Linked DNA regions of Mus musculus: all the other regions are linked to region 3. The links are chromatin contacts, called in public Hi-C and promoter capture Hi-C maps. All regions are on one chromosome and are shown on one strand. The core of a region is the stretch at or near the end of the contact, and the rest is flanking DNA. Distances in the headings are between cores, read along the strand shown.

The links. A called contact is a pair of places that touch in the nucleus more often than the background predicts. Capture Hi-C pulls out chosen DNA fragments and counts their contacts.
Region 1: a contact with region 3 is called in a Hi-C map of uterus, with 2.4 times the contacts expected there. The contact joins the enhancer-like site here to the promoter of 4933422A05Rik in region 3. A contact is called at or near these places in 21 of 39 promoter capture datasets (the 3T3-L1 cell line, 3T3-L1-derived adipocytes, the C10 cell line and 15 more), 1 of 15 datasets of contacts at CTCF or cohesin (pro-B cells), 15 of 484 Hi-C or Micro-C datasets (3T3-L1-derived adipocytes, the C10 cell line, the C2C12 cell line and 7 more), 7 of 115 datasets of contacts at active chromatin or transcription factors (CD8 T cells, the NIH/3T3 cell line, cardiomyocytes and 4 more) and 3 of 9 other capture datasets (adipose tissue, liver and pancreatic islet).
Region 2: a promoter capture Hi-C map of adipose tissue shows a contact between it and region 3. The contact joins the promoter of Cdon here to the promoter of 4933422A05Rik in region 3. A contact is called at or near these places in 12 of 39 promoter capture datasets (the C10 cell line, cranial neural crest, embryonic stem cells and 6 more), 1 of 15 datasets of contacts at CTCF or cohesin (pro-B cells), 11 of 484 Hi-C or Micro-C datasets (the 3T3-L1 cell line, the AML12 cell line, cerebellar granule neurons and 5 more), 2 of 115 datasets of contacts at active chromatin or transcription factors (differentiating embryonic stem cells and fibro-adipogenic progenitors) and 4 of 9 other capture datasets (adipose tissue, liver, macrophages and 1 more).

The regions. Positions count from the first base shown.
Region 1 is chr9:35,491,550-35,495,815 of GRCm38.p6, forward strand. Cdon (cell adhesion molecule-related/down-regulated by oncogenes) reads left to right here. Exons shown (of 19, transcript NM_021339.2): 17 at 296-375. Among named protein-coding and RNA genes, the nearest start is that of Gm1113, 25 kb to the right of the region's middle. Within about 2 kb of position 1,997, at least 21 of the 459 cell types and tissues checked have an H3K27ac peak or open chromatin away from gene starts, as enhancers often do. A contact at or near this core is called in uterus, where this site is marked.
Region 2 is chr9:35,449,453-35,453,697 of GRCm38.p6, forward strand. It overlaps Cdon (cell adhesion molecule-related/down-regulated by oncogenes), which reads left to right and starts at 2,624. Exons shown (of 19, transcript NM_021339.2): 1 at 2,624-2,725; 2 at 3,209-3,481. The coding sequence starts at 2,653.
Region 3 is chr9:35,278,434-35,282,969 of GRCm38.p6, forward strand. 4933422A05Rik (RIKEN cDNA 4933422A05 gene) reads left to right here and starts at 2,672. Exons shown (of 5, transcript NR_040715.1): 1 at 2,672-2,773; 2 at 4,104-4,164. It also overlaps the pseudogene Gm5614.

The sequences.
Region 1 (4,266 bases), core at 747-3,246, 210 kb after region 3:
GTTTTAAGGCATAAATTTGAAATACTAAAAGGAAGTGACTAACCTCCCTCCATTTAGTTGCTTTTTCCAACACAGAGGCACCTGGAAGAATGTAGCAGTTCAGCTGTAGGGGTATAGTGTAACATCGTGTGGGGCTCACTTGTGAATAAGTAGTATCCATTACATTGCTCAGGCAGTGTGTGACAACAAACCATGGACTCACTTGTTATTGACACGTGTCTGTGATTATTTGGCACATGGTCTCTGGCTTCTTCAGCTCCTTCTTTTCTTTCTTTTCAAATGTTGTCCTGACCAGAGTGGAGGAGTGTACACAGCCGTCCCTCAGATGGACCCACTGGAATGCATTAATTGTCGGAATTGCCGGAACAACAATAGGTATGTTCGTGTGTGCCCAGCCACAGTGCCGTGACCCATGCATTCTGTGCTGCTGCCTCGACGGTTTCCTAAACTTACCCTCTGACACAAAGCTCCACCACCCTCGGTGTAAGACTGTTAATGTTGTTCTTTCCTGCTCTATAATTGTCATCTTTCTGTGCCTCGGTTTCTTCAGACATGTAGTAACAATTTCTGAAGCTTTCTTTCTTCACACAGCATTGTTGAAGGGCAGGGTTCTTCTCTATATAAAGTTTTTGTCTTTTCCCATTTCTTATTTTCATGACTGTGCTGGGATGAGGATAAATGCAGTTGATCATGTTCAAACAGTAAGCAAAACAAAACAAAACAAAACCATCTCTTATCTATACCATAGTTTTTCCCCATAATAGTGATTTTCCTACTAGATTATGTTCCTCTTTCTTTCTTTCTTTCTTTCTTTCTTTCTTTCTTTCTTTCTTTCTTTCTTTCTTTCTTTCTTTCTTTCTTTCTTTCCTTCCTTCCTTCCTTCCTTCCTTCCTTCCTTCCTTCCTTCCTTCCTTCTTTCTTTCTTTCTTTCTTTCTTTCTTTCTTTCTTTCCTCCCTCTCCCTCCCTCCCTCCCTTCCCTCCCTCCCTCCCTCCCTCTCTCTCTCTCTCTCTCTCTCTCTCTCTTTCTTTCTTTCTTTCTTTTTCTTTCTTTCTTTCTCCTTTAATTCTTAAAATCTTAAGATACCTAAGAATTTTTACTTGGAGCATGGTGGTGTATGCCCTTAGTCCCAGTACTTAGCAGACATAGGCAGGTGATCTCTGTGAGGTTAAGGCTAGCCTGGTCTACTGAGTGAGTCTAGGGCACTCAGGCTACATAGAGAGACCCTATCTCAAAACAAAAACCACAACAAAATTGTGTGTCTCTGTGTGTGTGTGTGTGTGTGTGTGTGTGTGTGTGTGTGTGCTCATGGGTATGGATACACATGTGTGCATGTGGAACTTAAAAGCAACAGAAAATAGGCATGGTGACACATGTCTATAGTCTCAGTAACCTGTAGTTTCAAATTTTGGGAGCTGTGATCAGGAGAATTACAAATTCAAGACCAGTCTGGGATGCATAGTAAGACCCTGTCTCAAACACAAGCAAATGAAAATTTACCAGCTTTGACACACTGAATAGCAGAAAGCTTTAATAGTATTTCCTATAGCAGATATTTGGATAAGAATCTTGATTTTTAAAAAATAAAAATAAAAAAAGCTGGGCCTAATAGTGTAAGCCTGTAATCCCAGCTACTTGGGAGTCTGAGGCTGGAAGTTCTATGTTCAAGGCCAGCATGGTGTGGGGGTGCGGACTCTAAGCTCTTTCATATACTTCTGTACATATCAATTCCAAAGGACTGTTGAAGTTGCATAAGAAATCTTAGTTCTTTTCCGTAATGATGATATTGAATTACATAGTTCTAAAAACCCATCCCACTGCTGAAATCCTTTAACTTGAAAGCTTAGTCCATAAGAAAGCTGAGGGTGGCTTGACATTTGGATCATATATTATCCAGAGGGGTTCAATCTGTAGCTTTTAAATGAAGGAAGAGTTAAGTGTTATCGCTGGGAGTTAGTGACGTCAGAAGGATCTAGCCAGTCATGCAGTCTAAAGCTCGTCCTTTCAAGGCAGGCAAGCTGAGCGGGCTGGAATGAAAGCAAGCCTGGGCTATGCACGGAGACCTGTCTCAGAAAACAAAGAACACATTGTTTTAGAAATTCTCAGAACAGAGCAGTAAATCATTGCTACTTTTTGTTATTGACTTACCATGTAAAGGCTTATATATTAGCAATTGCTGGCTGGCTATTTTGTGTACTAAGAGTATTTTAGTTCTGTGACACTCATTTTGAAAATGTTCATATATCAAAGCTGCAGCTTTGTTCAGAGCTGTCACAGGTCGTTAAGAAACGTGTGAAATAACTTGTAAACCTAGGTGTGGTGACTCTTGCGAGTAAATCCGTACTTGAGACTCTGAGATGATCAGATTGCCATGGGTCAACTTAAGTTACCTAGCAAGATCTTTTTTGGAAAAACCACAGGGAGGAAGTTCATGAAGCTGGCTCACATACTTGGTGGTAATCAGGTGGTTTAATGAAACAGTGGTAGGCAGAGGTTTTGTGTCTTGAGTTGTCCTTTGTGGTTCTTCTGGTAGTCACAGACCTCAGCTCTCCTTACAAATTAGAGTCTTGTAATTTGGTCTAAGAATAAGTAGTCCTGTGTTTTGTCACTGCTTCAACTTGTAATCTTGGGAAATGTACACGGGATCTCAGAGTTAGCATCCTCATCTGAACAGCGAAGGTGTGTTTCAAGTATTGGAAGACTGATCACAGTACAATATAAAATTTCATAAAATATCTTTATGATGAGATTCCGTCTCAGCATCCAAAATAGATCATGTTTCTTTAAGAGAACTTAAATGACCGCTGGCAGCTTCGGTTTGGCCATTTGTATGCACATCTGTGTAGAATCCGGTGGTTTTATTATAAATTGTAATTGTATTTCTTTGGTTTTGAGGTTAGTAACTTCCTGAATTTCAAGTTTGTTTCACTGCTATCTGGAAACAGGTGAATTCTCTTCAGCTGTGTTTTTCTCTAGCTTAATGTTCTTCCTGGATGAAGGAACACACATAGACACACAGAGAGACATATATACACATGCACACACATACAGATACACACAGGGACAGACAGATACACACACACAAACACACATGGAGTAGTATTAATGAGTAGCTACCATCCTCTCCCAGAAACTAGAATTCTTTAAATTCCCATTTCCAACGCTGTGATTGACATTGTGATTGAGAATGGATATCTGGTCTGTCAGCCTAACACTTCTGTGACAGACACCTAAGAGGAACAGTTTTAAAGAAGGAAAGGAGACAAGCCTTGCAGCACAGACCTGCGGCAGGAGGATTTTAAGTTTAAGCCTGCCTGAACTACAGAGTGAGTTCAAGGCCAGGTTGGACAATGTCATGATACTTTGTCTTAGAAATAAAAATTTAAAAAACCCCAAAGGGCTGGGGACAAAACTCAGTGGTGGGTCACTTGCCTGCTGTGTGCAAAGCTCTGAGTTAAATCCACAATAGCCCCGCAAAGTGGGGAAATGTATCTCCCGGCTCACAGTCTCAGGACAGTATTTCTGTCACTTGACACCATTGCTCCTGGGCTCTGATGGCCGCCGGAGGTCATGAGGGAGCTAAGCAGCTCATGCCATAGTGAACCAAGCCATCCAGATCCACTGAGGCTTAGTCAAAGACTGTAAGCAGCTGGACAGCTAGAACTATGCCTTCAAGAACACAGTAGGCACAGTGTAGAAGGTAAGTGAGAGGCATTGTGGGTATGAGATTTTATAAATAAGACACTGTGGAAGAAGCTGGGCAAAGGGTCACCTGGTGCAAGCATCTCACTAGGAGACAGCATAGGAGACAGAAAACTAGGACACAACATGCCCCTTGCCCTGCTGGTGCTGTTTGAGATGATTCGGGGGTTAGCCCTGGAATTTTCTTTGTTATTCCATGGGTGCCTAAGAACAGGGCAGGGCTTCCTTAGAATCTTTCTGTATCGTCTTGCCTGCCCTGTAATTTGCTCCTCCACTTCCTCTGTCTTCTCAGGTTTAAAACCCAAATTGTGTTTCTTAGAGTTAAGAAACCAATTGTTGTTCAGCCCTGATGAATCCCTTTTCTCATCGCTCTGTTTTAGCAGTAACTCAGGATACTGAGGTTAACTCTAATGACGGAAGTGGAGTACTGTTATGAAAAGACTGGGGACAGACAGGATGTGGTGACACACATCTTTAATCCCAGCACTCAGGACACAGAGGCAGGAGGGATCTCTGTGAGTTTGAAGCCAGTCTGGTCTGCAGAGTGAGTTCCAGGACAACCAGG
Region 2 (4,245 bases), core at 1,374-3,873, 170 kb after region 3:
AACCCTGTCTCGAAAAACCAAAACCAAAACAAAAAAAAACCCCAAATCACCTGAGATCATGTTAAAAGTAACCTTGTGGCCAGGCATGATGGATCAAGCCTGTAGTCTGAGCATCAAGGAACTAGAGGTAGGAGGATCATTGCAAGTTTGAGGCTCGCCTGAGTTACATAGAGGGTAGCCACCACTATACAGTGAAACCTTGTCTAAAAGTGCAACAGAGCAGCCCAGTAGGCTTTATCAAGGAAGCTTCCATGTGATCGTATTTAGGTAGAAATAATGAGCTGTGAAACTTTTAAGAGCAGCTATAAATTAGGTCCTGTGCCAGGGTTAAAGTTCACTGTAAAGTCCGTGTCGCTGTCTTTTAATAAATAAATAGTTGAAGAAAGACTTGGCCAAAGGAAGAAACAGTCCTGCATGTCCGCATTTTCTCGGAGTGTCTCCTGTTAGCAAGTCAGTGAGTGTTTACTTAGCCTTCACCACTGCTGTCTGTCCTTAGCCTTAACTAGGATAGTTCAAATAAACCAGAAAAGTTTTCACACAACTGACCCCTTCTGCCAGTTCATCGGCTCCCACTTCTTAAAGGGGTCCCCGGGAAAAGAAATGGAGAGGATGTCCGAGATGGAGATCAGCTTGCCTTTGTAGGCTTTCAAGCCCAAGGCACAGGTGAGCAGATCCCAAGCCACTGACTCAGAGGCTCACTGCTATGCTTTCTTTCACTGCCCAGTTTTCACACGGTGAATATGGCCCTTCTTAGTGCAGACAACTGCTCACTGCTGAGCTGCTGTTACTATAGCCAGTCATTCTGTTAGGTTGTATTCCACAGTCCGTCTCCAGCCCTGGCCAACCAGGAACACAGGGCAGGATCTGCAGAGGTTCCTGATGACCGTGCCCAGCATAACGCCTAGCACAGAGGAAGGGTTTAGTACACTTTTGCTGATTGTTTTTAAAAATTAGGCATAGGAGTAAATAATGAGTGAAGGAACAAACAGGATAGTTAGAACATACTTAGTGCAGTGTCAGATTTTATGAAATATGATTGCACACATGGAAGTTTCATTATATTGGAGTAGTACTTTTGTTCTAAGGGACACGATAGAATGCTTTTTTTCTGGAAAGTGGAACTTTATAACATTAAGTATGCTTGGTTTTAAGGAGGATACATCATGTCATCAGATTAGACGGGTGAGAGCAAAGCAGAAAAATGTCCAGGCTTTAGAAGGAGTTGGCCATCTCTAGAAGATACATTGTTAAACCGACTCATTTTATTGGTATCTTCTCATTGTCCATTTCCCCCACTAGAATGTAAGGCTTAAACTTATGTCTGTTATTTTATTTCTATGTTTGTAATAAAAATCGCCCCACATCTAACTCTTAGGATGATATCTACTATTGAAAAACATTTGCTTTGTGAATGAATGATTTTGATACATATTTCTAAATTGTCTCCAAAAAGAACTCACTGGTCCTATTTCAGCCATCATCTATGTGGTGGTTTGTCTCCATGTCCTTGCCAGCCCTGAGATTTATGGACTTCTTGAAAGTTTTCTAAATGTACTCTACTGTCTCTAGCTTAAAAACAACCACAACAAAATCAATCAGAGAAAGCGCCTTTCCCTCGGGTGATATCTGTCAGAGCCATTCATCTGTCGGCTGCCAGTTTCTCCCAGTTTTCCTGCTGCATGGCAGAATTTGGGAAGTGTCTGTCCTTCCTTCTCTCCCTTTGTCTCCTGCTATCTACATGTCCTTCATTCCCATTAAGTTAGCCTCTCTCTGCTGAACCACTCTTGTCAACATTACGGGCCATCTGCATCGTACCCTTTGGATAGCAGCTGAGCTTACTCTGCTGACTACTAGAGGGCATTCTCCTGGGTTTGTCTTGTTCATTGCTTCTTTCTTTACATCGCTGTTGCTCCTTCTCTGTTCAGTCTCTAAAGGTGCTTGTTCTCCAAGCATATTCTCCATAGAAAGCCTGAGGTTATGTCCGATTTTCTTACATCTGAAATCTACATTTCCAGCTCTGACTTCTCCCTATGACTCATTTAAGCAACTTTGGACTTTATGGTAGCAGCTATATGCCCAGTTGATAATCTTACGTGTTCTTCAGGCACACAGAACTGCTTACTCTCCCCTTCACCTTGTATCACACTTTCTGGATTTTCTACTCTAGTAAATAGACATTCTTTATACTGTTTTATACCAAACCCAAGAGTTACCCTTGGCATGGCTCTGCACCTCAGACTTCATCTTCTGGCCTGTGTTAATTCCTTTGCTTCTGCTTCTAGATGGTGTCTCAAATACAATCAAATATCTTCATCGCCCACCTTGCCCTATCCATCTCTCAAGGGCCCAGTGTCTCTTGGTGCTTCTTTCTTGACCCACTTCAGTGTGATCTCCACTAGCTCTGAGTAGTTCACCAGTAGTGGAATATCCTAGTCCCCAGAAGAAGGAATAAAGCTTCTAACCCTTCTAGTGTCTAGTCTCTATGTGGATTGAGAAGACAGGGGTCATAAGGAACCTAAGATGAGGTGATCAGTTTAAAGATGCTGGGATTCTTAGCATTTAAGTTTTCTTTCTGTTTTGAATGTTTTTCAGTAAGCGGAGGCCTGGGCTTTCTCTGCAAGTCTTCCCAGCCTACTTCTGTAATTGGGCGATATGCATCCAGACCTCGGACCCTTATGGACATTGCTGTATGTTCTTGTGATTCTGTGTTCTTCTGTGAGCTCAGGTAAGAGGAGAATGATGAGGCCAGGGCTGATGCCTTTCTTCTTAATCTTTTTGCTTTATACTTATGTGAGGATGTGTGTGTGTGTGTGTGTGTGTGTGTGTGTGTGTGTGTATAATTCATTGAGCAGCATTTATTACCTGTTTACAAAAAACTGTACGGGCCTGGCATAATGGCACATCTTTAATCCCAGCACTGGGGAGGCAGAGGTAGTCGAATCTCTGTGAGTTCAAGGCCAGCCTGGTCCACCAATCAAAACCAGGACAGTCAGGACTCTTATATAGAGAAACTCTGCCTCAAAAACTGGGGGTGGGGGATGGGGAAGATGGACCTATGAATTATCAGGATTAAGAGCTACCACATATAGAGATGAAAGACTGTCTTGGTCATAGATGCAGATGAAAAGTATTTAATGTATTTTTTTCTCTGTTTTCTGAACCTTCCTCCTTGTATCTCCGGTTTACACCCGGGAACGTTCCGTTGTAGACTTGGCACCTTATTTTATTTCTGAGCCACTCTCTGCTGTCCAGAAGCTTGGTAGACCCGTGGTCCTACATTGTTCTGCTAAACCTGTTACTGCCCGAATCTCATGGTTGCATAATGGAAAACGGTTGGACAGAAACACAGAACAGATAAAGATTCATCGGGGGACTTTGACCATTCTGTCTCTTAACCCTTCCCTTTCTGGTTGCTACCAGTGCGTTGCCAACAACAGCGTTGGTGCCGTTGTGAGCGGCCCCGCAACAGTGTCCGCTGCAGGTGAGTGTAGTTTGATCTTGTTATCTGTTGTTTTTCTTGAAATCCAGGAGCTTTCTATTCTGTGCTGCATTTTTCATAATGGGAAAAACTTGGGGCACTGATGTGAGACTTGTATGCGTCCGAGTTCTTACCCTAAGCTTTCTTTGACTGCGGATAGCTGGGGAAAGATACTGGAACCTCTGTAGCCAAGCCTAGTGGCCTAATCTCTAGTCATAGTGGAGATGATTTCTATAAGTTAGCACAGGACAGTTTTCTAGTGTGGAGTCTGGGCAGTCTCTTGGAGCATCTTTTAACGCCCTTAATATCAATACAGACCAATCAGTTGGCTTTGACGCTCATTTATGTCATGCAGCCCTCCATCCTTCTTTCACATCTAATTGTTTTATTTCCCTCGATTGCCAGGGTATTGTAATTTATGTAATTTAAACCAGGCCAAGGGAGCAGGGAGAAAAAAAAAAAAAACTGACTGTAAAGAAAGGAATGTGAAGAATTGAACTTATGGAAAATCTGGAATGCGTGGTTTTTCTTAGTACGTTTGAGCCATCTGCCTCTCAAGTGGCGATGGCTGCCAGTAATGGAAAACGGCTTTGTGAGGGCACCCCTATTTACAGAACCAATCTGGACTGCCCTGGAGTAGTGAGTTTGTCATAACTGAGAAGAGTAAATGTTTTTGTAGAGCTGTGACCCATGCACAGCTCCAAGACACACACTGGAGGGTTGATTTCCTGGAGGCAGGCAGCTGGCTTCCTCGGGTGGTGAGGATA
Region 3 (4,536 bases), core at 1,422-3,921:
TATGTCTTAGTTTGCTTTTTTTGTTTTTATGATAAGCACCATGACCAAAAACAACAACTTGGAGATAAAGGGTTTATTTCGTTTCATAGCTTACAGTGTATCATTGAGGAAAACTAAGGCAGGAACCTGGAGGCAGAAACTGAAGCAGAGAAATCATTCTTACAGGGTTCCTCCCCATGGCTTTGCTCAGTGTGCTCGCTTGTGCAATCCAGGGCCACTTGCCCGGGGGTGACACAGCTTGCCTGCAGAGGACATTTAATCGAGAAAATGCTCCTCAGACTTGGCTTTAATGGGTTGTAAAAATCACTAAATGTGGCCAGGTAGCTGAGCAATATATTGTTAGTCAGGCACTAGTTTTGATATAGGTGTCACCTTGATGTGGGTTATAGCAATGGTTGCCTAAGTTATCTTTTAGAGAAGTGAAGGCTTTCCTGCTGACAGCAATGACCATTTAGACACATGTCAGTGGATGGCTTGGATGATTAAAGGCTTGGCATCTCTTTCTTTATAGTGAATCTGCTTGCTTTTGGGGCCAGATGTCTGCTCAGCTCAGCTCAGCATGCAGACATGCCCATCACTTAAGAAAATGTTTGTCCAGGACTGGGAGTCTGAAACTTTTCTCTTTCTATCTTGAATGGCTGGCAGGAAAGTTTTGGCTTCTAAGGCCAATGGATTGCTTCTATCCAAAATAAGAGTCGCTATGATGTTTTTAGTATTTATGGAGGCAGTACATATTTATGGCTACCTGCATAGCAACTGTCAGGATAGTCCCATTGGAGATCCCTGAAGTGGCAGCTAGAAGTTTCTCAACATAAGCTCCAGTTCTTGCCCCTTGCTTAGGGATGAAAGGGCTCAAACCATAATAAGCTAAGATGATCTTTATTGGAGACAGCCTGGCATCATCTCCTTTGGCTGGCAATCTGAATAAATCTTTCTTGCCCCTGTCTTCAGCTCATTAGACACGTTTCCTATCGGCAAAGAGGAAAAGGTTTAGCAACACTTGATCATCTAAAATCATGGTGTCTGAGTTTGGCAGCAGGCTACACACGTTGTTTGTTTGCCATTATCTGTGCTTCTCAAGATACAGGGACAAGCTTTGCACAGTGTCAGTATGGTAGCCAATGAGGGTTATCCGAGGCTCGATTGATTCAAATTGAAAGACACAGGGACAAGAATTTGACACCTAGAAAATACCACTAATTGGCTTTGATTCAGAAACCCAAATGGCCAATGGGGTGGGCCATGACCTGGTAGGTGCTTGGAGAACTCTCAGGCACTGCTACCTCCCAGGAGCCAGGCAGCAGCCCAAAGGCCAGCCTGGATGTAGGGCATACCAAGGCTGTGCCTATCTTCTAGAGAGAACTGGACTTCCCTGTTGGAGCTTCTCTTCACAGCAGTGTTTGAGGCAGGGAAAACAACGAAGTCCCTTTTCTGTGTTCTCTTATACCTTAGAAAGGGTTTAAATATTTATCAGATCCTTGCTGGGTTGGCCTGCTTAAGCAGTGGGTCTTGCTGTATAAGGTGACATCTGTAATTGTCACAGATACAGTAAGAGGATCTGTTAGCATGGTTTGAGAAACTGGAGGAACCTGTGCCATGCCTAACATGAACTTCACCGGGTTAGAATGTTGATCAACAGCAGTTACATCATGTAACTAGTGTGTGAAGATGGTGTCCCCCTCTTTTCTTCCCCCTTAAAGTCATACATGCACATAATTTAAAAATGAGAACTTGTGATGGGAAATGCCAAAAAGCTGCCCAAGTACAGCTTTGTTGTTAGCCTTCTATGAGATATGTATCTGTGCCTCTGAGAAGTACTGCAGAGTCTGGAGGGGCAGGTGGCTCACCCGAAGCCCACTCTGAGAGCAGTAACTTGCCTCTTGGGTATGTGGGATTTTTTTCAGCCTGGGAATGTTCTACCTAAGCCCACAAATCCATTTTCAGCCTTCAAACTACATGTGTCTTTACATCTGATAACTGGGTCTCCTGCTCAGGGCTTCAAGAGCTCCTTCTATGCCTTCTCATTTGATTGACATCCAGGCTTTTAGAAGGGTTCTGGGCAGACACCCTGCTGAGCTCCACTTTCACCTGCAGATCCAGGTGAGCTTGGCACCCTCCTCCTGTGTGCTGATGACAGTTGGTCTTTTTCCTTGGTTTCTCTGAGCTCTAGATCCCCATGTGTCTCTGCCATGGGCATGATGCTCTTGAAGCTCCGCTATAGCTCTCTCACATCATGTGTTATGTATGCCAGGAAACATTTGTGAACCCCCGAAAGATCACCAAGGAGCTGAATCCAATGCAGTTGCATTAGCGTCTCCTTATTCAAGCTGGAGCTTGGGCTCCCAGGCATCCCTTGCACAGTAGGAAGGTGGAGCCCTGAGCCTAGTTTTAGGCAAGCATGATAGAAGCAAGAAGGGACTATCTGACTGGGGAGCCATTATAACCTTTAACATAATTGGCTGGTACTGGGAACCAAATCATAAACTTAACTTCTGTTTTCTTCCTGTTTGGTGGTTGCTAAGAAGTGAGGTGTTTGTTAGGGGCAGGCTTTTAATCTGGAGAAACAGATTTGTTGGGGAATAACTTGGAAACTGGTACTAGGCACAGGTCTTGTGGAAGGGGGTGGGGGTGGGGTTGGAATCTGGTAACCTGGAAACTGGTGCTAGGTGCCAGTTGGTTAATAACTCACGTTCAACCTTAGGTTAGGTTTTCTAAGATGGAGTCTGAACCCAAACGATTTGGTCTCTCACATGCAGACTGGAATTGAACCTAGGTCATGTAGAAGGACAGCTAATGCTCTTAACCCTTGGGTATCTTTCCAGCACCCTATTTTTTTTTTTTTTTTTGAGGAACATCCATGTTGATTTGATTTCCACTCTGAATGCACTAATATATATTCTCACCAGCAATGATTATAGATGGTAGTGAGCCACCCTATGGTTTCTGGGAATTGAACTCAGGACCTCTGGAACAACAATCAGTACTCTTAATCACCGAGCCATCTCTTCAGCCCTGCTTTCCCCCTTTTCATCTTTTTTTTTTTTTTTTTTTTGTAGGAACCATCTTTTATTGGGGGAGGGCTCATCAATTCTTCTTGGCCGCCAACTTCCTCATGGCTGCCAGCACGTTGCTCAGCTCCTCCCGCTTTCTCTTGGCGCGGATGTGCGTGCCCACTCTCTTCTTGATGAACTTGAGTGCGCGCTTGTCCTTGGACACTTTGAGCAACTCCATGGCTCGCCGCTTGTAGGGCGCGAAGCCGCACACCTCCCGGATCATGTCCTGCACGAACTTGGTGTGTATGGTGGGGCGCCCACGTCGCCGGCTGTGTCTCGGCTTACTGACATTTTTTGTCACCTTGTGGCCCTTGTTGAGGCCCACGGCCATGGGGTAGCACAGAGCCATGGCTGCTGCTCTCCGATGGCGGCCGGGACAGGAAGCTTCATCCTTTCTTTTATTTTACAATATTTTAAATTTATTCATTTCATACATGAATGTAAGATATTTTGATCATGTTCTCCCAGCATCCCCTTCTTTTATTTACTTCTCACTCCCAACAGTTCTGTCTTTCCACTCTCATATCCTTTTTTCTTACTCTTCTCTCATATATAACATCTCAGCCATAGTTTCCCCTTCCTCTTCTCCTCCCAGTCCCTCCATCCCACCTCCCTTCTCCTTCAGATCCACCACTCCTAGAAAGCATCAGATTGTCTTCCAAGCAGCAAGGATGAGGGTCTCAAAGCCCACCCCTACACTTCCTCCAACAAGGCCATGCCTAATAGTGGCTGCCACTCCCTGGGCCAAGCATCTTCAAACCACCACACCTTGTAATATGAAGGTGTTCCTGTGTGGATGAGTTTATTTTGTCAACTCTTCTTTTTCTCAGCAACTACTAACTAACACAAACCATAGATACTTGTCCTTAAAGCTTTGAGACTGTCTACCATCAGCACTTGTAAGTCTCCCAGACCTTTTGAGCTCATTTCCATGTATGGGGTAAAGAGGGAGTCTAGCCAGGCAGCTGATCGTCCTAAAGCCACTTGTGGGGAGAATCTTATTACCTCGTGGTGTTGTTGTGACAAAATTTTCTTTCGTTTTGTTTGAAGGTTACAGTGGATTGAATTATAAACAACGTCATGGGGCAAGATTTCATTTTATGATGACAGTGTAAGTGAAGTGAATTGTCTGATACTGCCACCAGATGGCAGTAGTGCCCCATATTTTGCCTATTTCTTATTTCCACTTCCCCAAAAGTGGGAATAGGTTTTAACCAAATACCAAATATCCTCCACAAATCATTCTTTGTCTTTCTTGCCCTCTTGATGAACTTGACTTTGGCCACTCCAGTGCTGTGACTCTTGTTCCTCTGTTATTGTTTTCTTGGCTAGCTTGAGCCTGACTTTTCTGTTCCACGGTGAAGGGGTGAAATTCGTAGGGAGAGGCCATGCTTTGGGTTGCTGGGGAGGATGTGAAATAGAATTCGATTCAGACTCAGCGATAAGAGGTTCATGATATGAAAAATGGAGAGTTTGATCCAGC